Linked DNA regions of Rattus norvegicus: region 2 is linked to region 1. A link is a contact called in public Hi-C data. All regions are on one chromosome and are shown on one strand. The core of a region is the stretch at or near the end of the contact, and the rest is flanking DNA. Distances in the headings are between cores, read along the strand shown. Region 1 overlaps LOC102553824 (a long non-coding RNA gene). Region 2 holds the start of H3f3a (H3.3 histone A).

What was found. Hi-C and Micro-C count contacts between places; a contact is called where the count stands out from the background.
Region 2: a contact with region 1 is called in a Hi-C map of liver, with 2.1 times the contacts expected there. The contact joins the promoter of H3f3a here to the enhancer-like site in region 1. A contact is called at or near these places in 12 of 12 Hi-C or Micro-C datasets (the A7r5 cell line, the Rat2 cell line, Schwann cells and 7 more) and 1 of 1 datasets of contacts at active chromatin or transcription factors (oligodendrocytes).

Annotation. Positions count from the first base shown.
Region 1 is chr13:95,037,162-95,039,947 of GRCr8, reverse strand. It overlaps LOC102553824 (a long non-coding RNA gene), which reads left to right. Exons shown (of 2, transcript XR_359164.4): 1 at 1-1,939; 2 at 2,420-2,648. Among named protein-coding and RNA genes, the nearest start is that of H3f3a, 38 kb to the left of the region's middle. Within about 2 kb of position 1,332, at least 37 of the 93 cell types and tissues checked have an H3K27ac peak or open chromatin away from gene starts, as enhancers often do. A contact at or near this core is called in the A7r5 cell line, Schwann cells and liver, where this site is marked.
Region 2 is chr13:95,075,302-95,078,087 of GRCr8, reverse strand. It overlaps H3f3a (H3.3 histone A), which reads left to right and starts at 1,393. Exons shown (of 4, transcript NM_001402225.1): 1 at 1,393-1,530.

The DNA.
Region 1 (2,786 bases), core at 83-2,582:
GATCTACAGCAAGTTCAAGGCCAGCCCCGCCTACATAGTGAGAGCCTACATCTAAAGTAATTACTCTAACGTCACGTACTCCATAAGCAGAGGAGGCTGTGGTGGTTCCTCCAGCTGTTTTCCTCTGTCTGCAGTCTCTGCATGGAGACCTGTCTGACCAGTATTTGCTCGGCACTACCCTTGGATATCCAATGGGTGCATCAAACTCGGCATGTCCAAAACTGCCGTTCTGAATCCCACACCACCGGTGGAACCAGCAAGGCCAGTCTTCATCTTTGTGAGTGAGCCTGAAAGGCTGCCTTGCTCATTCCCAACCACCCAGTCCCAACCCTAAACATGTCTACAAACACAGCTCTGTCGGGCTCTGTCCTCTTACTGCCTCTCCTCCTTGAGCTCTCATGACCATCTGCCCATATTGTCTGTTTCAATTCTGTCTTTTGTTTCAAGTTCCGGGAAAGAGGATTTTTTGTTTGCTTTGTAGCGATAATTTGTTTAAGTCAAGGGCTCGCTACCTGACTGACCTTAACTGTGGGAGATCCTGTTGCCCCGGCCTCCAGAGTGCTGGGATTACAACCTTGTCACCACATCGGCTTCAATAAATATTTTCAATGAATGATGACTTTCAGGTGGGGAAACCCTGAAACCAATCCAGAACATGTGCCCCTGTCCAGAGCTGTGAAAACAGGATTTGGGAACTCCAGCCACTGTACCGGGCACTGGGACCTGACTATCCGCAAGGTGCAGACAGGGACTGATCACACAGCGCCCAAGCGGTTGATGTCCTCTCTCAGCGACTGGGATAGAGAGAGATGGCTTTGGCTACAACTGCTTCTGGGCCAGGTAATCCTGGAGGAAGGAATGACGCGCACCTTTGGGCACCAGCTGCAGTTGTTTGGGTGCTGCTGCTAAATGACCAGAGGTCCCGGAAGCCGATCCGGAGGAGGAGCTACGGCCCGTGCAAACGGGCGCGGTGACCCGGGGTGTGCGAGCCCCCGGGGACAGGCAGTCAGACATCGCGGCTCCTACGCGCCGGACCTAGTTTACAAAGGCGAGCCCGGCCCTGCCCCGCGGCGTCTTGGACCAGTCCCACCGAGTGGGTCCCCAACCAATGAACCCCAGTTCTTCTGAGCCGCGGCTCCATGAGTCCCAAATGTCCCCGGCTCCTGTGGGTTCCAGGCTCTCCGGTCGCTTGCCCCGGCGGACAAGGATGGGTCATCTACTGCGAAGACGAAAATCTTTCCAGGAAGTTTGTACCTATTAATATTGCAGTTCCTGGCAGCGGCTCTCCGCGCCGGAGCGGGGGCGGGGCAGACCTTTTCCAGACGAGTGTCCGCCTCTGGCCGGAGGCAAGGGCCGGAGGGGCAGCTTTCTAGGTCCCTTCGCCCAGGGCAGGGGTAGGACCTGCTCCGATGCTCAAGGCGCCAGAGCCCAGAGGATTGGCCGCGAGTAGCGCGCGGTGTGACCGGGAGGCCAAGACCCAAATCTAGAGCTGGGACGCGGGAGGGGGAAGGGAGAGGAATCCATGAATCGGTTACCAGAGGCCGCTAGGCCGCGCCGCTTTCAAAAAAAAGCGGGCATCCTCCTGTAGTGGGAGACTACGAGCCTCGGGGCCCTGGAGAGGTCGGGACCCTGGTTCTGACCTTGCTGTGGTTACACAGCCGCCGGGAGCTGCAGCAGAAATTTGATGTTCGAAAGCTTGTGGCTTCCTCGCCACCACCTTGCACGACTGTCATTATCTCCAGTCACAGACACAGAAATTAGAGGTCGTTGTGTTGTTACCCGCCGCAAGGCCTGGTGTGCACAACGGGATCTCTTAGAAGGAAGCGCAGCTGTTTTCCTGCAGAAGCGCCCCGGAACCACACGACCTGCCGCTTTCTGGATTTGCAGAAGTTCCTTGGGGCAGAAGTGCCAGATCATTCCTTCTCTCGGTCCACAGATGGTACATAAATCACTTTGCAAAAGAACCTGAATTTGTAACACTTCTGGGTGCTTACGTAGAAAGGCAGTAGCTTAGCCACCCCTGAAGTGTAGGCTTCTGACCTACACCCCCGGACACCTCAAGTGCTAACTGACCAGAGTATTAATTAAAGTCTCTATAGTACGGGTTGGGGTTTTAGCTCAGTGGTAGAGCGCTTGCCTAGCAAGTGCAAGGCCCTGGGTTCGGTCCTCAGCTCCGGAAGAAAAAAAAAGAGTGCTAAGTCTCTATATCACGCTGTCTCTTAGAATTCTAGGGCCTTTGCAGGGCGATCCTCAAGGCAAATCCAAAGTGGAGTTTGAGACCCAACAGTGGTGGTCTCTCCTCTGCCTCCTTGGGATGCCTGGTGCAGAGACCTTGCTGGGGCATTTCAGCCTCTCCCTGGAGACCTCCAGCCCTCCCCAGCTTTCTGCCCAAAACATTTGGCTTCTGTTTTCCCTCCAGAAGGTACCACAAGAGGGAAAAGGTCCTGTGAGGCGAATGCTCTGTCTGGATTCAGCTTGGGTGGATCAAGCAACTCATCGCCTTCCCTTTGGGCTGCAGAAAGCTGCGAGGTAGCCGCGCACAGATCTCTGGAACAAAGATTGGTAGCATCAGCTGTTTTAATGCAGAGTTCGGCACACAATCCTTGCTAAAAATAAATACAAAGGAAACCCCAGAGCAGCTAAGCCTATTTTCATACCTTTTATTTTTTCTTGTTCATGGCTCTTTTGTATTCTTGCTCCTTGGTTGCTGACTTTCTCTCGGGGACCATCCTGAGTGTGCTCATGGCTCTGTGCCAGGTCCTGGACATGCAGCCATGGACAGAAAC
Region 2 (2,786 bases), core at 144-2,643, 38 kb before region 1:
AGATTGCATGTGTTCCTCACGTCAACACTTAACACTCATTAAATAATAATGAGGCAGGAGGCCTGGATTTTTTTTTCTTTTTTTTTTTTTTTTTGTTTCTCCAGGGTCTGTTCCTCATTTAAGTGACCTTGGACAAATCCATTTCTTCTCTCATATCTGATTTCCACATTATCTGTTACAGGATAATGTGTAAGACTGCTTTGAGAGGTCTTCAGATTACATACAGTACTGTCCTTCATCTATGAAATTTATCTCCATCAGTACCCTGAGGGATCTTCGTGACTCTTCTACCGAAAGCCTTCACACGGAGTTGTCGAGCCTGGTCAATACCTAATCTGGGGATGGTTCAGATGTTTGTAGGTCACTTAATGAGAACTTAAACTATGCAGTCCGTTGCCCAAGCTACTGAGCACTAGGAAAGCGGGAAACAGCAAGCCCTACACCAGCTTTTCCTTCTACCTGCCGTTTCAGCCTCTGGTAGCTGACAACATTAGACTAATATGTCACGAGATTTCTACAGCGATCCTCCAACAGTGAAGGGGTTGAAAGGCCCACTCTTGGTTTATACAGCTACAGCTGTGTTGCACATTGTTTCAAAGGCTTACAAAACACAGCCATCTTGCACCAAGAACCGCGGCCTAGGGAGAGGGTGAGCCCTGTCCCTCCTCCCCGGTGCCACCACCTGCGACCCGCTGGCAGTCTCCGCACTGCCCCGCAGGCAGCACCTGGCTGCCCCGCCACTCTCGGGCTGGACTCCCGGACCAACTTGTCCTCAGGCGACTTGGCCCGACCCTCCGGACAGGCCCGCGCTCAGCAGGGAGCAAAGGCGGGAAGAGGCCCGCGGGCCCCCGCCCCTGCCGCGCCGCGCGGTCCGAAAGTGGGCGCCGCGGGACTGGGGTTCCACTTGCCAGCTTCCTGCTTGGGCGCGTTTTCAACTGGGGCGCGGCGACCTCACGGTCCCGGCCTCCTCCCCGCCCCCACACGGGCCGAGCGCCTCGGGGGCGCGCGCGGGGGCGGCGCCCCTCCCCCCGCAGGCCGGGCGCTGGTCCGCAGCCTGCGCCGCCCTCCCCTCCCCCACTCCCCTCTGTGCACCCCAAAGCTGGGCTTCGGGGGCCCACTGTGACGCCTGCGCCCGGCAGGGAAGGAGTGCGGGCGGGGGAACAGACTAGGGCGGACGGCATCTCGGCGGGCCCCGCGGCCCCTCGGCGTGTCTTTTGTGTTTGTACACACCGCGAGAGGCGGCGGGAGGAATGGGCGGGCGGCGCGCGGGGGAGGAGCGAGCGCGCGCCAGCGAACGAGCGCGCGGGGGGAGGGGAGGGGCGGGGCGTGCGGGGGCCCTGGGCGGGGCCGAGCCTTCCCTCCATTGTGTGTGATTGGCTGGCGCGCGGCGCGGGGCGGGGCGGCGTGTGTGGGGGAAAGCCTCGGTGTCAGCCATCTTTCAATTGTGTTCGCAGCCTTCGCCGCGCCGCCGCCGCTCTCTAACGCCAGCGCCGCCTCTTGCTTGCTGAGCTCCAGCCGAAGGAGAAGGGGGTAAGTTTCTCCGTCTGCCCGCTTTCCTGGGGCCCGGCCCCGCTCGCCGTCGGCCTCGTAGCGGGCCACGGAGGGCACCCACAGCCCCCCGAGCTCGACCCGCAAACTTTTTGGCGCAGAAATGGAGATATGGGGAGCGAGTTTCCCTTCCGCGGGCGGCGGCGGCGGCGGCTCCCCCGTCTCTCCGTCTCAGCCCAGCAGTGGCACTGCCGCGGCGCCGAGCCTGTCTCCCTCCGGCGCCGCGGGCTCTTTCTTCGGTGAAATCCCGCCCGCCGCCCCTTCCCGGGACCCCAGACCATCACCATGTCCCGCGCGAGCCTCTTAACTGCCGCCTCCGGGTCCCGGGCCCCAGTTTTTCGGGCGCAAAGGGGTAAAATCGTCGCCGCTTTCCACCCCGGGCTAACTCGCTTTTTGCTGCCTCCCCACAGTTGTGCCTGAGCTTCACCATCTTGTCTCTTCTCTGGTCACCGACCATATTTTTCCCCCCGTTTCTCTCTTCCCCATTTTAAAATGGAAGAGAAAAAATTTTAAGAACATTTTTTTGCCTTTTTTGGAGAAAAAGAAACTTGATGCATATGAAATGCAGAAAACAAAAAAAAGAACTTTTGCATTTTTTTGGAGAGCGGCACGTGGCAGAGGATGGGGTATTTTCGAACGATTTGCTGTTTGTCTCTGGAAGGGAATCGGATACGTTTTCCAATTGTTTCCATTTTGTGCTAGTCTTGGGGAGCCGAGTCGCTCGCTGCCAGCGCGGGGTGCGGGGGCCGAGACGGACAGGTCGGGTACCCGGAACCTAGGGACCCAGGGGAGATAGAACCAAAAGTTTATGTGGTGCTGGGTGGGCCGGGCCGCCGGTGTGGAGCGCTAATTAAGCCTGGGTGCGGGGCAGTCGGCTTCCATGTCGAAGCCCGGGAGGGGGACGGGCTTTGTGGAATGCTCGCTGGCGATGGCTGTTGTTCTTGTCTTTTGAGACGCCTTTTTGTCAATTATAAAGAAACAAATCCCAAGAATGTTTTTAGATATTTACATCAACTGCCAAGCGCGAGGGGGGCCGCCAACCCGGCGGGGAGGGGCGCTGAAACCTTTTTCTAAATTTTATTTTGGCTGTAATTTGACTCGACGTTTCTGCGTTTGTGGCTTCGTTCGTTCATTTGACTTGTTTGCGATCGAATGTTTGCAGACGTTTCTAATTTCTACTTTAATTAAAGGAATTGAATCAAAAGCCAAGGGGGGGCCTCTCTGGTTTTGGCAGTTTA